2 separate regions of the Triticum aestivum genome follow, and region 1 is linked to region 2. The links are chromatin contacts, called in public Hi-C maps. All regions are on one chromosome and are shown on one strand. Each heading gives the region's core, a stretch centred on a gene start, on an enhancer-like site or on the middle of the called end of the contact. The rest is flanking DNA. Distances are from core to core; before and after follow the strand shown.

Region 1 (4,683 bases), core at 1,696-4,195, 590 kb after region 2:
GTGACAAACACGTATCATCACGGAAGTGTATTTTTTTGTAGTGATATAGGTGGGGGGAGGGAAGGCAGCCAGGAGGCACCCCAAGTGGGGCCGAATCCCACTTGGGCTCCTGCCCTAGCCGCCCCCCTGCCATGTATGCGTGCGGGAGGAAGGCAGGGGGAGGTGGTGCCCCCCTTTCCTTTCTCTCATGAGGAGGGAAAGGCAAGAGGGGCCAACCCTCCCCCTTTCCTTCCCCTAGGGCTGGCGGCCAGGGAGAGGGCGCGCCAGCCCCCTTGTGGGCTTGTGTGTGCCTTCCTTTGCCCATTAGGCCCATAGACCTCCCGGGGGTGCCCGAAACCCCTTCTGGTGATCTGATGACTACCTGGTGACTCCGAAACTCTTTCGGTGTCCGAATATCATCGTCCTATATATCAATCTTTACCTCTGGACCATTCTGGAGCTCCTCGTCATGTCCATGATCTCATCCGGGACTCCGAACAACATTCGGTCACCAAATCATATAACTCATATAACATTATATCGTCAACGAATGTTAAGTGTGCAGACCCTATGGGTTTGAGAACTATGTAGACATGACCGAGACACCTCTCCGGTCGATAACCAATAGCGGAACCTGGATGCCCATATTGGTTCCTACATATTCTATGAATATCTTTATTGGTCAAACCGTTATGACAACATACACAATTCCCTTTGTCTGTCGGTATGTTACTTGCCCGAGATTCGATCGTTGGTATCTTCATACCTATTCCAATATCGTTACCGGCAAGTATCTTTACTCGTTCCGTAATACATCATCTCGTAACTAACTCCTTAGTTATTTGCTTCTAAGCTTATTATGATGTGTATGACCGAGAGGGCCCAGAGATACCTCTCCGATACTCGGAGTGACAAATTACAATCTCGATCCATGCCAAGTCAACAAACACCTTCGAAGATACCTGTAGAGCATCTTTATGACCACCCAGCTACGTTGTGACGTTTGATAGCACACAAGGTATTCCTCCGGTATTCGGGAGTTGCATGATCTCATGGTCGAAGGAACATGTATTTGACATTCAAAAAAGTAGTAGCAATAAACTGAACGATCATACGCTAAGCTAACAGATGGGTCTTGTCCATCACATCATTCTCCTAATGATGTGATCCCATTATCAAATGACAACACATGTCTATGGTTAGAAAACCTTAACCATCTTTGATCAACGAGCTTGTCTAGTAGAGGCTTACTAGGGACACGGTATTTGTTTATGTATTCACATGTATTTAAGTTTCCGATCAATACAACTCTAGCATAAATAATAAACCTTTATCATGAATAAGAAAATATAAAATATCAACTTTATTATTGCCTCAAGGGCATATTTCCTTCATCAACACCTTTGTGAATCTCAACTAAAGTATCCCAATTCTCTTTTACATTCTCCAAGTGACTGATTTTGTGATTCTTTTGGGACATAGTGCATTGAATAGGATGCCACAAAGATTGAGCCTTGAGTTTTATCTTGATGACTTGCTTCGTGATGTCATTATGTTCACCTTGCACACCATTGAGAATAAGAGCCCAAATGAAAGGATTGTAACTAAATCTCAGCCGCCTGAGCGCTAGGCACACCCATTTCTAAATCATTAATTTGATCAACTGACTATGAGTTGAATGTCATGCAAAGTATATCTTAAAGTTTTTATATACCTATTTTGGTTTTGTTTAATGAAATTTATACACTAAGAACACATTATTTATTCAAGGGACGCAACCCCTACCAAAGGCGATCCAGGGTTTTGCTCCGATGTCATCCTCCTCCACTGGTGCATCATCGACCTCATCCTCATCGGGGGATCTTCCGTGGGGTGTGGGGAGACCCGATCTACCTTGTGAGTCATGCTTTTCTCCTCTTGGAGCATTAGATAGGTAGCCATTCGGCGGTGTCAAGATGATGGTGTCGCTGTCGGCGTGTGATAAGATATTCCCACCTCGCCCTTGTCCCGGTGATGCTTCCTCGCATCACTAGGAGGTGCGTGAAATATGGTGTGTCCTTAGGTCTGTCTCGTCGGGCATGGCATTTTTTATGTAGGTTTGGCTCGGTCGCTTTATTCCATGGAGCACACAATGTTGTTGTCTTGGTCCTTCGGCTCAAGTTTTGACGGGCGAAGATTGGCTTGTCTTGGCCTCGTCGAAGAGCGTGTGAGGTTTGTGTTCTCCAAGTCCAAGGGGTTTCTACGTGCCCTCTCCATATTTTTCATCTCCCGCGTGGCGATTTCCTACGCAGATCATGGCCACTAATGTCTTCCAGTATACATTGATGACTTTCCTTTCACCACTCCTACAATCTCCTAGGTTTAAACAAGTTTACTCCGCTGCAACAGAGGTCTAAAGACGACAGCGAGCTTTCCTCACGACATGTCGCCGATTTTTTTCCTTTCCCCCGAAAAGGAGGCTGTAACCCCTGGCCTTTGCATCATTTCAAAAGGAGATTACCGATGGATGCAGGAGGAAAAAAACTTCGACACCCCAGAAATTTGATTGTATTAAAAAAATTGTCAGCGTGTTCTTTTTTGTAAGGATTTGTCATTTGTGCTAGTTAAGTACATGACATTTACCATGTGACATACTCCCTCCGTCCGAAAATACTTGTCATCAAAATGAATAAAAGGGGATGTATCTAGATGTATTTTAGTTCTAGATACATCTCTTTTTGTCCAATTTGATGACAAGTACTTTCGGACGGAGGGAGTATATGGTAAGCAATCCAAATTATTTATGAGCAAACAAAAAAAGTACATGGCATTTGACCTTTTTCAATCAAAAGAAAAAGAAAAAGAAAAAGAACACGTTATTTGATAGAAATATCCCGCTCTATGCCTAACATGTCGGCTCTCATCTCTGATCACTCCCATCTCACCAACCTCGCAGTCTGAGGGAGAGAGATATCTCTTCTCCTAACCCCATCACCATCACGTGCAAACTAACCAACTCCTCCAACCATCCCGATCAAATTACAGAAAAGCCCCTCCGTTTCACTCCGGTCCGCTTCCCCCCACCCACCGTCCTCCGTCCCGTCCATGGTGGTGGCCGAGCACCAGCAGTAGCACCGCCTCTGCTTGATGGCGCAGTACAGGCAATCCGGCGGCGGCTTCTTCGACTCCCGCGGCGGCGGGGCCCACCACCCGCTCCCGGACTACCACCGGGCACACCCCTCCAAACCCTCCCGGATCCGCCGCCCCGGCAAACCCGCGCGCCGCCGCTCGCCGGCCGTTGCCGCAGCTGCCGCTGCAGTCCTGCTCCTCGCTGGCGTCTTCATCCTCTCGCGCCGCCTCTCTCGCGACCCCGCAGGTTCGTGGTTTCACACTCCCGGCACGGTGGTTTCTCTGGGGATGGGTTGAGGCGGTCCGCTCGGTGTTCTTGTTGCTTCGACAGGAGAGAGTGAGAGGGGAGAGAGAAAATGGCATCTTTGACGCTCTTGGGATCGTCCATGGCGTGGCTGGATGCGAATGGGATCCAAATTCTGTTCGGTTGATCTGGTTATCTGTTAGTTCGGTTGTCTTAATGCACAACATGTTCGTACTGTTTTGCAGAGATCGGAGAGGATTCGGGTGGCGGGGAGGGTTTGCCGGAGTGGAACCGGAGCAAGAACTGGAAGGAGCTCAAGTTCGGCCATGGCGGTGGTGGCAGGAGTGCGCGGGATTCCAGGTACTGGGACCAGGACGATCGACGGCGCGACGAAGACTACTCGGAGGACGAGAAGGAGAAGGTCTTCGGTGCAGGTGGAAACACTGCTGATGCTCGTGGTGGCAGTGAGAAAAGCGTGAGCTCTGATCCCGGTATTGAGGAGAAAGGGTTGACCTTGGATACCAGGGGTGGTGCTGACAAGGAGGTTCCAGAGTTGGCTGAAGGGGGGAAAGGAGGCACCTTGTACAATGAGGGTGGCAGGAAAGAGCTGGAGCAGTATGAGGCGGCTTCCATGGGAGTGGTGGGCACGGGGATGAGGGAGGTTGATCCAGATGATGAGTATGATGATGGCATTGATGATCCCGATGATTCTCAGATGCATTCTGCCGGTAGGAAGCTTGGTGATGGTATTCATGAGAACATAGGGAAGGAAGAGAGTGCTGCCTTGGAGAGACACATGAAAGCAGGTGGAAGGATTAGTGATGGCGGTGATGCTGTTAACACGGATCAAAAGAAAGCTTCGGGTACTGGTGATAAGAAACATGGGTCCAAGAAGAAACCAAAGCGTAAAAAGTCTGGTGAGTTATTCTCCCTTTTCAAGTTTGAAAGCTAGAGTCGGGCAATTTGAATTTAGGATCATGTTTTTCTTCCCTGAATTGGTGGAATTTTGATCCCGTTCACTTAAAATAACATAAGATTTTTGTTATTACTATCGTAATAGCTTTATGAGGTAATCCAGCTAGCTAAGTAGCTATATATATGCGTGCTATTTTTCTGCTGTAGTGAGATCATTATTTTTTTAGAAACATGAGATTTGATTGTAAGAATCTAATAGGAGACGCTGTTAGCATGTATAAGATGTGTACTGTATGCAGTGACTATTTAAGTGTTGAGTCATGAATAAAATATGAGCATGCATATTGTACCCACTGGCTACCTAAATATTACGACATGCATGACATGGCCGTAATATTGGATGTCTTGAGCATGTTAGACTGCCAACTGATAGGCTT
Region 2 (4,553 bases), core at 94-2,593:
CTTTAACAGAATGTGCCAGTAAACCACTTCAATCATGCAAAAGATCTCAACTAGCGCAGATCTATTCATGATTGAGGAAGCTCTATGCAAGTAACAACGCAAAATTTGACATGAATCAATCCAACAAAACAGAAATCCAGATAAAGATCAGTGACCCCATCAGATAGTTTGACCTGTAAGCTCGCGACAAGACATATTGCAAGCAAGAGTTTCTATGTGGACAGTGATTCTCTCACAACGAGCCACCGATAATGGACGTCATCCATAAGCATATTGCAAGCAAGAGTTTCTATCTAAACAGTATTCTCTCCCAACGAGCCCACCGATAATGGACACCATTCATAAGCATATTTAGCCATGGAAGAACTCTTCCTCAGACTCACTCGTCGCAATTCCAACAAGAGAAACAAAGACATGAAACAAATGCGAGATCATGGACTGCATTTTCAAGGAAGCTTTCGGACCAAAACAGCACAGCGAAGCAGCGAGAACTGTCAACGACGAAACCAAATCATTGCAACTTTTTTCACACCGCCGAAAGAGAAGAGAATCAAGCCATCCAATTGCAACGGAAAGAGGCGAGTCTTCGTTCTGGACTCAACTGGACTTCCCACGCGGCCAAATCTACCGCGAAGAACGCGCCCCCCTGTCCGAATTTTACCCTTTTTTCCAGCGTCAACTCCACTCCTCTGTTCTGACCGACGAGAGCAAGGAAAAGTTCCAGAGAAGTTGCAATGATAAGCAAGCTCCATTGTTCCGAGGAATCTATTCGATTCAACTGGTCTGGACCGCCAATCTACCGGAGAAGAATAAACCGCGCTGCTCCTTTTTGTTTTTTACCGCACGCAGATCCCTCCCACCAACCAAGCAAAGAACAGCAACCAAAACCAAACTCCGCTCGATTCCGCTACCCACCACTCCAAATCGGCCGCCCCAATCGACCCCCTCGCCGGCCAACCAACCCGTACCGGCGAGATCCAGACGCCAGAGGAAGCAAGCAAGGCAGCAGTGGGGCCTCAGCCACCGAGTGGCGCAACTCACCTGCGCGGACGCCGGAATCTGCGGCCCTCCTGAGCCCCATCTTCTTGACGATGAAGCTGGCGCCGATGAAGGCGCTGGACGACACCGCGAGGGCCAGGCCCTTGGCGTTGTCCGACGACATGCCCCCGAACCCGGCTGAAGAGGAGGGCGCCGCCATCTCCTCGCGAGCGCCTACGACCCTGGCCTGCCTCTGCACTCCGCCGCCGGGTCCGCCGTGTCCGCCTACGCCGCCGACATGGGGAGCGGTGGGGGAGGAGTCGGAAGCGGGAGGGAAAAGCAAGGCGGAGGAACAAAGTAAGAATTTTAAGGGGAGGGGAGCTTGTGCGTCCGGGCCCTCGTGGAAACACCTATTTGTGTTAAGTTTTATTTAGTTAGGAGTCCTAATCAATTGACTAAGAGAGCTTGATTCCTCTTGTCATTAATTATTGTTGGAGCTTTTGTGCTATGATTATTTTGTGCAGTTTTGAGTGTCGACAAATAGAGTATATGGCTAGGAACATCATACTTGTTAGTTCTTACGGACACCGCCAATTTTCACCGTTCGGTCGCCTTATGTAGTAGTGTGCTCTCAATCATTATGGGATTTGATTGACACGAAAGCAATTACAACATTGCGCGCTACAATTTTTTCACCCTTGTCCACTTATTAAGTGAATGTAGGACCCAATTAAGGCATAAAATCATTAGTTGCTATATATAGTGCTCCATAAAAAAACTAATTGTTGGTAATGGTATGTACATAAACATGTATAGTGATATCATCTAGAGTACCTCTAGATATAATAGGTATCACACATTTTCAATACCAATTCATGGCATTTTTTTTAATATTTTGTATATTCATTTTTAAATGTTTAGGTTCCTCAACAACACTTCCAATATCATGAAATTTGGCTTGGATCGGTGAAGGGACTTAGTCTGTGGTGGTAGGTGGATTTTTCTAGGCTCCTGGATTGAATGGGTCTTTTCCGTACTTTCATGATAACTTTCACATTTTAAAACATTCTTTTTATTGGAATGTCAGGGGAAAGGCTCGGCCTATTAGGAAAAAGCTCGACCCTTTAGTGCTATATATGGCAATTTGGTTTAGACTAAAACATCCACCACTATGGAATTTTGTGAAGGTAATAAGAGTAAGCCCGTGTTCACTTTGCTATCATGACTTTTGGCAAGACATTTTCTTCAATTTGGTTTTATGGAATGATCGTGTTTTTTTCTGAAAGCAAGGAATGATTGTCCAAACGCTGAAAAAGTATGAGATGATTTAGACACCGAGAAGCAAATGCTTACCACAAAAACACAACCATTTTCCAAATGTGGAGTAGTAAAGTAGCATGTGAAATCGTCAATTACCCAGACCTCGAGGCTCAAAGTGCAAAACTCCCTAAAACTACAGGTGACTCGAAATAAACGAGTCCTAGACTGGCCACACACCACGCGGCTTTGCCCACACAAGCAACGTTCTTCTTCACAGAAAAGGAGATGAGCCGTCCAACGCCGCATCGACGGCTCTTGACAGACGCGGCGCATGGGACCAGCCTACGCATGCACCGCGCTGTGTGTGGTGGGGACAACAAGCTGGGAGTATGTGGAATATGCCCTTGCGGAGGGAAGTGAAGAAATCTGACACGCCGACGTATTCTTACACTTCTCCAGTGCTCTGTGCTTCAAGCCTTCAACCGCTTTTTCGTTTCTTCACGGTTCAACTTTTTTTGCTAACAAATTATAACATTAATTATTATGTACTCCCTCTGTTCCTAAATATAAAAAAAAGGAGACTTATATTTAGAAATGGAGGGAGTATAAACATGAGACGACAATACATAACTTGGTTCGGATTTCCGCTGGAGTTGCTCTGTGTTCATGTGAAACTCCGTATGTTCCAAAATTAGTCATGAAAAGAGATCTATCAAACTATTCAGTTCTGGTGGGGTGCCAGTCTTTAGATGACATTTAACTCCGATCGGAAATATTGTTGCTAATGTTTCCAGTGATGAGACGTATTGGAAACCTTTAACAGAAAGCCATCAGGGCTTGGTGAATAGCAAATCATGCTGACATACTTGATATACCCAATGGATCTTTGTTGTGAGGAATACTAAAGGGATAGTTTGACATTAATTGGAGCAAGTTTACCGGATGTGTCATATGTAGTTGATCATCCTAATAACTGTTAATATGACATTGCAACAACAGAAAAGTAATCTATCAATGGCACATGGATCACTATCGATAAAATAATATAAGGGTGCTCCATATTCGCTCCCTGAGCCTACATTTTAGGAGGCTGGGCGGGGTTGCTATGGACCATGCTCCAAACCCAACCGTCGGCGGGGGAGGGAAATCCCCGCCCCCCCCCCCCCTTCTCTCCCACGTTCGTACCAATGTCGCAGTCGCGTTTTGCACCAGGAAGCACACCCCTTAATGACCGCCTACCCAATAATGATTGGTCGCACCCATTCCCGGCACCATTTCCCATGCAGGGTGAGTGGGTATTTATGGCCAAAAAAGGTTTTTCAAACATTCTGGACACAAATGTAAAAGGTTTGTTTAGGCCACGGATTGCTTTTCTAAGCATACACTAATACTTTCACACAAAAAATACTAAATGATCGATCATATATATTCTACTCCTATAGAAAGGGCGTCGGGGTTTATTTTCAACAAGAAAAAACGCATACACATTAAAAGATGATGGTACATATATATAGACTATACCACTTATTTAAAGTGGTTCATACGTAAAAATGCTAAAAGATCCAGGTTGTTGTTAAACGAATAAAGATTTGTTTCCTCAATGGAAATGATTCTCAAAAAGAAACTTTGCGCATATGTAGTTGTGAGTCATGTATCCGTAAATTCCATCAAGGATGTATTTAATCATGGGCTAAAAATGGAAAATTATGTGCAATAACAATATAGGTACTATTTGTTAATATATTTTTAAGTGAACTAGTAGGAGAGTGTCCTGTTGTATGTCTCTAAAAAGCTTATGTACATAAAAGACCACACAAAAGGGAAAAACAAAAGAATGAGAGAGAAAGAGTTGGTTGATTACAAATTATGGTCTAGTAGTACCCACTAAATCATGGGTTGTGCTCGTCTTTTATTTTCCAAATGGATAACCGTGGCAAGTTCTCGATGTGGAATTTCCACATGTATCTGGAGGCCCAAGGACTATCCAAGGATCCCAAAACAGTACGAGATTCATGTGATTCTTGCCCTTACATTTTTACTTTAGAATCATGTGATTTGTAGTAATCAAATCTCCCCCTCTCATCCACTAATGCATGCATTTAACATTTTTATTCTCCAACTGAAAATGGCCATATTTTTAACCAAATAACCAATTTGAGATCTGTTTTCACCACCTTCTTTGTCTTGACGAGATTTTCAAATCAAACTATTGTTGAATATGCTTTTGAAAATTAAAAAAAATTCATGTTTTGAAATAGTAATGAAATATTGACGAAACTTTTTGAACAGTTTTTTATGCAAGTTTGATTTGGCTT

What was found. Hi-C and Micro-C count contacts between places; a contact is called where the count stands out from the background.
Region 1: a contact with region 2 is called in a Hi-C map of leaf, with 3 times the contacts expected there. The contact joins the promoter of LOC123091337 here to the promoter of LOC123091332 in region 2. A contact is called at or near these places in 2 of 5 Hi-C or Micro-C datasets (both in leaf).

Annotation. Positions count from the first base shown.
Region 1 is chr4B:110,542,507-110,547,189 of IWGSC CS RefSeq v2.1, forward strand. LOC123091337 reads left to right here and starts at 2,946. Exons shown (of 7, transcript XM_044512825.1): 1 at 2,946-3,334; 2 at 3,577-4,248. The coding sequence starts at 3,106.
Region 2 is chr4B:109,956,195-109,960,747 of IWGSC CS RefSeq v2.1, forward strand. It overlaps LOC123091332 (probable magnesium transporter NIPA4), which reads right to left and starts at 1,344. Exons shown (of 9, transcript XM_044512817.1): 1 at 1,042-1,344. The coding sequence starts at 1,198.